2 separate regions of the Mus musculus genome follow, and region 1 is linked to region 2. A link is a contact called in public Hi-C data. All regions are on one chromosome and are shown on one strand. Each heading gives the region's core, a stretch centred on a gene start, on an enhancer-like site or on the middle of the called end of the contact. The rest is flanking DNA. Distances are from core to core; before and after follow the strand shown. Region 1 overlaps 4930523C07Rik (RIKEN cDNA 4930523C07 gene). Region 2 overlaps Tnr (tenascin R).

Evidence for each region. Hi-C and Micro-C count contacts between places; a contact is called where the count stands out from the background.
Region 1: a Hi-C map of the N1E-115 cell line shows a contact between it and region 2, with 2.8 times the contacts expected there. The contact joins two enhancer-like sites. A contact is called at or near these places in 12 of 39 promoter capture datasets (the HPC-7 cell line, cranial neural crest, embryonic stem cells and 6 more), 2 of 15 datasets of contacts at CTCF or cohesin (the NIH/3T3 cell line and large pre-B cells), 4 of 484 Hi-C or Micro-C datasets (the N1E-115 cell line and uterus), 2 of 115 datasets of contacts at active chromatin or transcription factors (acute myeloid leukemia and embryonic stem cells) and 3 of 9 other capture datasets (adipose tissue, embryonic stem cells and pancreatic islet).

The regions. Positions count from the first base shown.
Region 1 is chr1:160,058,882-160,064,670 of GRCm38.p6, reverse strand. The region is part of intron 1 of 4930523C07Rik (RIKEN cDNA 4930523C07 gene); the gene reads right to left. Among named protein-coding and RNA genes, the nearest start is that of 4930562F07Rik, 16 kb to the left of the region's middle. Within about 2 kb of position 3,165, at least 89 of the 459 cell types and tissues checked have an H3K27ac peak or open chromatin away from gene starts, as enhancers often do. A contact at or near this core is called in the N1E-115 cell line and the NIH/3T3 cell line, where this site is marked.
Region 2 is chr1:159,831,484-159,836,519 of GRCm38.p6, reverse strand. The region is part of intron 2 of Tnr (tenascin R); the gene reads right to left. Among named protein-coding and RNA genes, the nearest start is that of Gm31348, 50 kb to the right of the region's middle. Within about 2 kb of position 3,154, at least 23 of the 459 cell types and tissues checked have an H3K27ac peak or open chromatin away from gene starts, as enhancers often do. A contact at or near this core is called in the N1E-115 cell line and the NIH/3T3 cell line, where this site is marked.

The sequences.
Region 1 (5,789 bases), core at 1,916-4,415, 230 kb before region 2:
AGGAAAGAAAATTAAAAAGCTCCATTTCACTTCAGGTTCAAAGGAGTCAATCTCTCAATCAATCAGGTATTAATTAAGCTATGCTAGGACTTACAGGGAAAGTCAGAGATAGCCTCTTCTTGAAGATGATACCAGGGAAATAATTAGTGAATGATTTAGGAACAAAGAAAAGAGTTTAAAATGGGTTTTATTTGAACTTTCTTTGATTTTTCTATTATGTGAAAAACTGAAGGTCCGTAGTCTCCAATTCCTTGATTTTTTTCTTTATTTTTCACTGTCTTGATCCTCCCCCCCCTTTTCTGCTCATACTAATTGTGTTATCTCCAAAGGGTTTGTGCCTTGGACCCAGAAAACAGCTCATTCGTCTTGGTCTGCTCTTAGACACACTTCCTGGGAAGCATGTCTCTCTGATTCCTTGGAACGTCCAGCTGTGCTCATGTGGAGAACACAGCATCTCCAGCCTTGAGCAAGTTATAAGGAAGATGCTTCCTAACCGCTCTTCTCATAAGCCAGGAAATGTATAGGCAAGGAAGGACCTCGTCTCTGCTGCCATCATGGTAGAGGGTCTGGGAGCATTCATTCCCATGCTTTAGGTTCAGATTGTCCCTCTGGCAAATATGCCTTAGAGGGTGGGGTGTTTATCCATTGTGCTACAGTATTTGTCCCCAAGTCTAGCACAGTGCCTGGTGGAATGTGGACTGCCAGGATCTTCTGAGTGGCTTACCAGAGAACACATTTCTAGGTGGAAGGAGTTGGATGATATGTGAAGCACGTACTACACCTCATGCAGTGGGTGCCTTAAAATTACCTTGAGCATAGTATTTATGGCATCCTTTTGTTAGGAAATCTTTCTGCTCAGATCTCTGTTTGATCTGTTTTCCACTGAATTGGTTTAAAAGGTGCATTAAGCAGCTCCCAGGAAATCAGGGCAGGGACAGTTGGCCCTTTCTCTCTGCTATCTTGGTGTCTTTATTCCTATCCATCCCTGACTCTGTTCCCTCCCTTGGCCCTCCTGACCTCCAGGGTCACTTTTCCTGGGGGATTTGTTTTGTACATCAGTACCAGCCTTTCTCTTCTTTGTTTCAGCCAGAATACCTACTTGTTTTCATTTGACCCAGCTTCTGACTTAGATACTTCAGAAGGCCAAAGCCTTCAAAGAGAGCACTGGCAAATGTCTTAGGACCTCAGGAGAATAGGTGATCTGTAGAATCAGATGCCACCATTTGTTGAGTTCTTACTAAGTGTACAGCTCTCTCCTCCCTATCTTTCTGTGTATGTGTTATCAAGCCTTTATATTAAGGTTTAATTCAATAACTCAAGTTAATCATTTTTATTTCCATCAAGGGAACTGAGGCCATCAGAGATTAAGAAATAGGTCCAAAGCCTTGGAGCTACCAAAGGGCAAAATGAGTTTCAATCTAATCCCAGCAGAAGGCAAAGGTTCGTCTGTAGCTCCTCTGTTCTGTGATCACCATTCTCAGGAGACCAAGGACTTCAGTTTCTGGGCCTGTTTTGTTCGGATGATGGGTTCCCACCCAATAATTCCCTGGAATATGTGAGAACTCCTGCATGTGCCACATCCTGTGGAAAACTCCTGATGATATGTATGTTGTGATTTTTATTTTATTTTTATTTATTTCTTTTTGGTTTTTCGACTCAGGGTTTCTCTGTGTAGTCCTGGCTGTCCTGGAACTCACTCTGTAGACCAGGCTGTCCTCGAACTCAGAAATCTGCCTGCCTTTGCCTCCCAAGTGCTGGGATTAAAGGCGTGCGCCACCACTGCCTGGCTATGTTGTGATTTTTAAAGAGTTCACACTTTCTTTTTTTTTTCTTTTTTTTCAGATTGTCACTAACTTTTATTTCCAAAGTTATTTAGAAAATGAATAATTACAACATAAGCAATATTTCGTACATGCACATGCAACTATTTTGTAAGAGTGAGATATGTATCCTTTTATATCTAAGTATGAATTGAAAATATCTAGGCAGTCAGTTTCTTCTGTACCATAGACTGGGTTGTAACCTGTGATTCTTATGCCTCAGCCTCTTGGTTATAGGAATTACTGCATATATACGGCCACTAACCATACAGAATTTTCATATAAAATGTTTGACTGTGCAACTGGCTGTAAAGAAGATACAGAACACCCATTAGATTATTCGAGAAGTCTTCAAAACTTAAAAACACAGAGTAAGCGAGGAACAATGCAGTAGCAAATAGAATTTGGGATATTGATGGTTGCAGAGCAAGGATTTGCTTCCCACTTTCTAGTTCCTAGCAATGAAGTTTGCAGTCAGGGAAAGGAGGAAGAATTCTATTTTTTCACACAATTGCTTAGGGACCCATGTTAGTAGAAGACTCATGATACCACAATGTACTCTCTGGGTCAGGGTAGGGGTTGGATATTTTTAATCATGTATTTGTGCGTTTGCCTACTCTTCTATGTGCTGTGCACTTGCAGTGCCCACAGAGGCCAGAAGAGGGCATCGGATCCCCTAGAATAGGAGTCACAGGTGGCTGTGAGCCTCCTGAGGTAGGTGCTAAGAACTGAATTTAGGTTCTGTCTCCTCAAGATAAGGGGGCACTCTTTAGCTCTGCACCATCTCTTTAGCCCTAAACTATACATCAGTAGGGGGGACCTGGATTTGAGCCAGGGCCTTTCTAATGTTCTATACCTCCTGAGGGCTTGGATTTTAACAAGACCACACATGGCAGGAGGGAAGTTCAATCCAACACCACATATGTCAGAAGACAACAGTTCTCCAAGGCATGAGACTCCATGATAGGCATAATGTCCACTTGCATTTCAAGAGTTGTACCCAGCACACTTACGTCTTAATATGAAGATGACTAATCACATTTCCTTTTCTCTTATATAAAATCCTCAATTTTTAGCTAAGTTTAATATTGAGCTGTACTAATTTCTCATGAAGGCACAGTCTGTGGAGCTTTAAAAAGGCCAGAGTTCTCTCTGATACCCGTTTCATCTATTCCTGTTCACTACCTGGTCCCTGGAGGCATTTAGAGCCTGCAACCTGAATTCTAAAATTCCTGGAGTAGGAATGACACTGCATGTTCTCTTTGCTATCATCTCTGTACAGAGAACCACACAGCAGCGGGGAAATACAGATGAGGACAAAAGGCCAGCCAGTCTTACAGCAGGCACCTCCTCATTGGCTGTGCTTGGTCTCTGGTTGATCAGTCGAATGATAAAGCTGAGGGAGGTTTACAGAAGACTTAGCACATATGGAGATATCCCCAGGCTCTGTGCAGAATGCTGGTAGCGCGGCAAAGTAGAGAGAATGCTAAGCTAGGAGCCAGAGGAACCAGGTCTACTTCCAGTTCAGTTGTCCTCATGTCTTTGACCCTGGACAACATCAGCTAAGCTTTCTGGAGCCCCGAAGGGCAAAGTGAGGTTTCAATCTAATCCCAGCCTCTCCCTTGTCTGAGAAATGAGATTATTACCTGCCCTGGATATTCCTCAAAACTCTTGTGAAGAACAAAAAAGACATGAAAGAGAACACCAAGGGAGGGGGAGGGACCCATAATCTAAATGTCACAAAATGGAATTTTAAGGAACTGCATTTAAAAGATGGAATTAAATGTAGAATTAGAACCCTAAGTAGGGTAGGGATTCCCCCCCCCCCGCACCCCCTCCCAGGTCTCTATGAATCCCAGTCATCAGGAGCTGTGCTTCCAAGGTCGAGGGTCCATGAGTGCACACGGGTACCACTCATACTTTTCTGTACATCCAATCTGATCACATCCTTGTTTGAGTCCTCCAAAAATCTGTAGTCATGGTTACAGCGAAAGACCTCAGTCACTCAGCTCTCATTTTTATGATTCACAAGTGTTTTGGTGAAAGTTTGGAGCCAGTTTTTGTGGGTGTGGTAAAGTAGCTAGGTGAGGTTTTATTTTTGGAAGGCTCAAGCCTCTGAGGTCATCTGTGAGTTAGGAGTGGCTAGGGGCGGGATGGTGCTGTTTTCTGTTCCATAAATAAAGGGAGAGAGCTCAGCTCCTGGGCGACTCCAGCCACTGCTGCTTAAGTCTTCCAACGTCATATCCTTTAGGAGGAAAGAGTGCTTTTTGAAAAAGCAAGTGGATGACCAAATATGTACGCGATTCAAGGACTCCTGCACAGGTGGCAATTAGAAGATAGACCTTACATTAAAAAGTTACATAATTCTTCTTAATTCCAGAGTATTTAGAGTTCTGCAAACGGCTGCACTTACAGAATGACAGAATGATTTCTTTATCTCTGTGGTGATGGGGGAAGGGCTTACAGGCTGGAAACTAATGGTGTGGCAAAAATGTACAATTATGTGACTTGAAAGCAGTACAGATAGGGTTCTATTTTCCTTCCCATTTCCTCCCTTCATTTAATGTTAACGGAAGTTCAAGGCAATTAAAAGTCAAATGCTACCTTATTACAGTGTCAAGGCTTAAAATGTCCAAATCTGGGGGAATGAGCAGAGAGATTGCCATTTCAATAACAACTCATCCCTGTGGAATGTGTAGCATAGGATGATGTTTCTGAGTCACCAGGCTTTGGGTCATAGCCTGGGGCTGTGTCCTCACCTGTCCTCTGCATGGGTGTAAATTTTTGTTTCTAACAGCACATGGAGACCTCTTCCTTTTGATCATCTTAGTAATAGTTGATAAATGCAAATGAACATATATTATTGACCTAAGATATTGAATACCACCAAGTGTCAGATGAAAAGCATCTTTTGAAAAAAAAAAAAGCATCTTTTGCCCTACCTTTCTGGGATCCTTTCTTCCAAAGATGTAACATTTCTTTAGTCTCAAATGTAGCTGACTCCTTGTTAACTCTACCAGTTTAACCCCTTCCCTGATCTACTCTGTATACCAAACGTATGCCTCCTCATGTCCGAAATGCCTTTTCCAAAGGCGAAGACAGTTACAGGAGTCCTCCTTCACCTAAGGCCCCACTTTTCTCAGCTCTAATACCCTGCCATCAAAAAACATTAGTGAGAAAATTCCAGAAATACACAATTTACAATTTAAACTGTATGCCATTCTGAGGATTATCATGACAGCTTGCACTGGCCAGGTTGTACTACTCAGGATATGAACACTGTATATGCTACCCATATGTTACTCCCTTGGTAGCTTCCTGGGTTACAAGATTGACTGCCTAGGTATGGTGATAGTATGTTCAAATAACATTCACTTAGTAATAGACTTATATAATGAAGTCCTTGATGCTTGCCATCTTACTATAGTATATATTAAACTATTTTGGTATATTATGATTACTTTACTTTATTATTTTTACTGTCCATGTTTTACCACAAGAAATTTATAAACTAGAATTGACTGCAGGTATAGATAGACAGAAGATAGATTAAAAACAGGCTCACACACTCCTCCTTACCTTCATCTCCTCACCTACCACTTGTTCCAGATGTTTTAGATGGTGCAGGAGGCTAGGGACCTCAGATCTTACTATCCCTGGACGTTCTGTGGTGTGGCCACAAGGGTGACCTTTCTGGAGGCTGTGTATCAGCCTTTAGATTTTTATCTTTCTTTGGCACTCAGAAGCATAGCTCGTTAGATCAGCTGTCATGCCATTGGGTCTTGAAGGAATGGGAGGAACACAGGAACATCTGACAGAGGAGACCAGCAGGAACTGTGGGTCTGTTCCTCCTGTGAGAAGGCAGGAGTGGCTCCTGGGGATGAGGCTTGGTTTAGAGCAGCAAGGGAGGGAAATATTTTGTAGTGCTGACCCAGGTGAGCAGTAATCTCCACGTGGGAGGTCTGTGGG
Region 2 (5,036 bases), core at 1,905-4,404:
CTGTCAGCCACAGACCTGTACGGAGTGCCCTCAGTAACTGGCCATGGATAGCCAGAGCTTGTCTCTGCCTTTCCATGCAGGCACTTGGCCTCCTGAGAATGGTTTTTAAACCTAGATGTTTGTTCCTCGCTCTGCTCTGCTAAAAACTCATTTTTTCCATGGTTCCTCCCTTATTCTGTTAGTCAAATGCCAAAGTAATAGCAGACACGGTGGTACTGGCAATAAATTAATGCCTTCTGAAAACCTGTTTGGAAAGAGGTAGACCTTAAACCATAAATAACAATGACATTTTCATTTTAACAACAGCCTTCAACTAACCTAACAGTGGACATGGTTCCGTGTGGCTTCCTGTCGTAGCAGAGAGTAAGATTCATGGGCAGTAAAAGGTCCCAACATTTTCTCTCACATTGATCTTTCTACTTTCACCCCTTGGAAAACCATTCAGATGAGTCAGAGGAGAACACCTGGCATTAGTGGAGCTCCTCACGAATTTTCAAGATGTTTTCATACACGTCAACTTGGTTGGTTCTTCTACCGATATGGCGGAAGTGCCCTGCTCTTCCTCACAGATGAGAAAGGCAGGACTATTCCTATGAATAAGTCACGAAACTACCGCTGAAGACACCTAGCTTTCTGAGGGCAATCTCTGCTATTTCTAATAAATTCACTCTCTGAAAAGAAGTGTAGTCCCTGTCTTTTATGAAGTCATTTACTTCACAGGGAGACTAGGAAAATATCGTGACATTAAAAAAACAAAAACCGAAACAAAACAAGAAAAAAAAACCCACAATCTTATTTGGTTTTATGTCTCTGCAAGAAAATATCTTCTAAATTAAAAACACACCAAAACAAAACAGAACAACAACTTCAGACTGCACTGTCTCTGATGTCAGGACACTTCGGTGCTTGAATGGACAGCGGGCTCGGATGGGTGGGAAGAAGGCTCATCAATGTGGACTCTAAATCCCAGCCCTGGTGGTGCAGTGGGCATTGAGAGAAGCTTAACCAGCTAGGCCCAAGTACATCTCCCTGAGCAGAGGGCAACCTTGTCACCTCTTAGCTCTCTGTAAGGAATTGACTCAATATTCCTGTTCCAGATTGGAGAACTATGCCCTCAGCGGCTTGCAGATTTCCCTAGCAACAACTCAAAACTTCTTGGGAGTTTGTTAAGGAAAAAGCTATCCTTTTGATCCTTGTTTGCATTGTCAAACAGGACTCCCGCTGGGAAATCATTAGCCTAGCATCCCCCTCTGCTGAGCAAGGAATCTGCTTGATTCTCTAAGTGGAAAGCCCAGGGAAGGTGAGCTATTTCCCCAAATGACTGACAATTTTCTATGCCTTGTTTATCGGGGCTTGTATTTGAAGCAAATTAGGAAATCGGCAGTGATATTTCTTTAGATTATTCTGGAATATTATACCCCCATTTGCCTAGATCTACAAATAATCCAAACTTTTTATTTGCAAGACAAATCTACAGTATTAAGTTAGCAATACATATTTATTGCTTTTCGCTAAAATAATAAAATCACTGGGCTTCTGCCTAGAAGACTGAAGCCCTCAGAGTGGTAGCTGGCTTTGCATTTGATTTAGGAAGGGAAAAATCTTCATCACCTTCCAGGAAAACCTATCAGACAGAATTGCGGGATTCAAAGCCTGTGCATTCTACCTTCCTGCAACACCCATGACGAACCTATGAGAACGAGGGAGGGCTTTGACTGGCACCTGCATAGTCTAGGCACATAGCAAGCTGTCTTAAAGGTCTTTGTATACTTGCTCATTTAATTCCCACAGCAGTTGCATAAACCATTTTATTGTCCCAGCTTAACAGCTGCAAAAAAAAAAAATGTAGGTACAGGGAGGTAAAATGATTTGCCTCTAGGAATCACAAAGCCCTCAGACATAGGTACCAAGATTCCAGCACCTTACTCCAAAATCTTTGAGTTTCAAGTGATGCTCTTGGGGGCTGGGAAGCAGTCTTCTAATAATTTTTTTTTTAAATGTGACAATCATTTCCTTTTCTGAACTCCAGTGGAACTTGTTACTACACTTCTCATAGCAGCTATCTGCAAGAGTTGTTCATTCCCCCTGAAGAAAAACTCCCTAGAGGGCAGGGCAATAAACGAGGTATTTTTTATACCAGCATCTGGCACAGTGCCTTAAGTCTGATATATCATCCCCCTACCCACTCTCTTATACACAGTGCACATGGTATAGTTTCAATCAGACTTACCCACCTATCCTCACCAATATGTCTTTCCCGATTCTCAAGTTTCTTAAATGCTCCTCTCTGCCCCAATACAAAGGGTTGGGGGAGGATGCTCTGGGGTGTGAGTAACCTGAGAGGACCAAGACACACTGTCCTGCTAGCCATCAGCACTCTCTGGGTGAGGCATGCCCTACAGACCTGGAGCCAGGCTTTCTACTGAGAGCTCCAGGATTATAGGTCTTCCACCCTTCCTTTTGTTTTGATTGCTGCTGCCCGCCACACTGTGGCTTATGACTGACCTTGGCAACTGCCAGACTGCCCACATCTCGTAATTGTCTTTACCCATCAGATGTCCATCTTCACTGAAAGGCTTGTTTCTTTGATTACTCAACCCTGTCAGTCTCCCATAGATTTACTTGCTTCTCAGAAATGAAGGAGTGAGCTGTCTTCTTTGCCCTTGGATGTGATGGGGGCTATTGTCTGCTAGATGACTGCAGGTGGGTCCCTCCCAGGGGCCATCTCAGGGAGGTTTTGGAGAGAGATTGTCTGATGGACAGGACACTGTGCTTTGGGGACCCAGTGTCTGTGTCTTCTGTCATTTCCTTACGTGACTTCATGAGCTTGGGCATGAAGTGACAATTTTGAATCTCAGTTTGTTTATCTGTGAAGTGGGGCTGACTTTATGGGGAGTCAAATGCATATGGAAGTATTTTATTACATGAACTATGGTGTGGTGTGCAATTGATTGTAAGGTGAGATCAGCTGTTAACAGATAAAAATGAAAGAACAGGTGTTCTCCATTGATTTGCACACCACAGGTTCATTCTGGGACATCCAGCTGTGGAGTCATTTTTCCTCCTCCTTCCCTCAGCACCAGCATCAGAGAACATGCAAACGGGACAGTGAGTCATCTGTCTGCTAAATTAATCATTGCACTGAGCAGAGCAGAGGATACTTGGGTAACTTTGTGTGACAAATCCCTTGGTGCCACTTGTGGTAGTGCTTCCTGACCCATAAGTGAAAGAACATGGTTTCATGCAGATGATTGACAACCCCCAGGGACAGCCAACTCTCCTTTCTCAGTGGGACCGATTAGAGTATAGGTCAAGGCCACAATTCCTTAGGGATTCCAAAGATTCCTAAATTATTCATTGGTTGTTCTTGGGCTCTATTATCCCTGATATGGGACTTTAAGAAGCCATAGAGCACCAGGAGTTAAAGCTACTCACTCAGGTATAGCAGTTACATGTAAAGCCTTAGAGGGAAGCATCAGGGGTCCACGGCACAGGTTGGCCCTGACCTGGATGAGAGTGCAGTCTTAGGCAGGACTGAGGAGGATAATGTGCTGCGGTTTGAATGTGATCGCCTACAGTTCACACTTTGGAAACTTCGTTCCCACATGGAAGTAGGGCTTTGGCGGGTTTAGTATTAGATGAGGCCATGAGGGTCAGCTTCCCATGAGGGCAGTGGCTGTCTTTTTAAGAAGTGGAAGAGGGATGGAGCTAACATACTTCCTGAGACGCCTGTGTGACAATGCAGCAAGAGGCTCGCAGCAAATGCCAGCAGATACCTGATCTCTGTGATCTTGGACTTCCTAGCCACCATCACTGTTAGCCAAGTAGACTTTTATTCTCATCTTGAATATTCTATAACAACAGAAAATGGCGTGAGACAACAATGTAGCAAATCCGAGGTGATGCCGGGATAAATTAATACTCACAGAGTTTGATGAGACCTAATCAGAACTCAAAGAAGAGGTAGGGCCCCAAGGCAAGCAGTGCAGGAATGCTACAAGTCAAGGGGTTCAAGGTATGGGCATGCCAGTAAACACTGTAGGCCTTGGGAGTCAGAATCATGGCACCAATGACATAATGTTGAGTCAGTGTGATTATGTTGTCAAAGGGAAAACCTGATTAGAAAAACAATAAGTATTCATTGTAGAATAACAACACAATAAGGACGGTTGTAGTTTTAGTTTCCTAGTCCAGTCAAAGTCAGGGAGTATATTTCTTTGTATCTTTGTGTGTGTGTGTGTGTGTGTGTGTGTGTGTGTGTGTGTTTATCTCCATAACTGAAATTGTGCCCTCTTACCAATTGATAGTTTAAACTAGCAAATTCTTTGGGGTTCCTGTCATTAGGGAAGCATTGTCTAGTGATGCTGGGCTTAGGCAGGATTGGAAGGCAGGCTTAAGTCTGACCTTGGTTTACATCAGTAGCCATGCTGAGCTGAGCACCCAGAAAAATCAGACAGAAGTTAGGGCTGATCAGATAGCAGTGGAGAGCGGCATAGCTCTCTGCAAGAGAATGATTTTGCCATTTTCCCTGTTTGGCAGCACACACACACACACACACACACACACACACACTCACACACTCACACACAAACACACACTTGTGAAAGTTGTAAAGTTTTGATATGTATTGGTAGAGTAACGAGCTTTTCTACATTTCTCCTTATTGAGATAAATATATATGGAATTATGTCAAACCCATAGCTGTGCTATATAGCACAATATGTAGGTCCAATCAAAATAATGTATCAGGTATGTTAGAGAAAGCCCCATAGAAGATAAAGCATGTTCTCTTTGGACTGTCCTTTCCGACCAATCTGAGTAGTAGTGTCCTTGGGCAGGTGGACCGGAGGGTCTGCAGAAGCAGCAGTGGAAACAACTGCAGGCAGAGGCCAGTGGAAATGAAGGGAGAAAGTCCCTGGGTTACCATTCTCCACATTGGACCTTTGGTTTCACAGAGAAGAATGATTTGAAAGGAGTTAGAAAGAGTGGAGTATGTCTAAGTGAGGCAGGAACTGCTCATTAGGATGGAAGGTGTG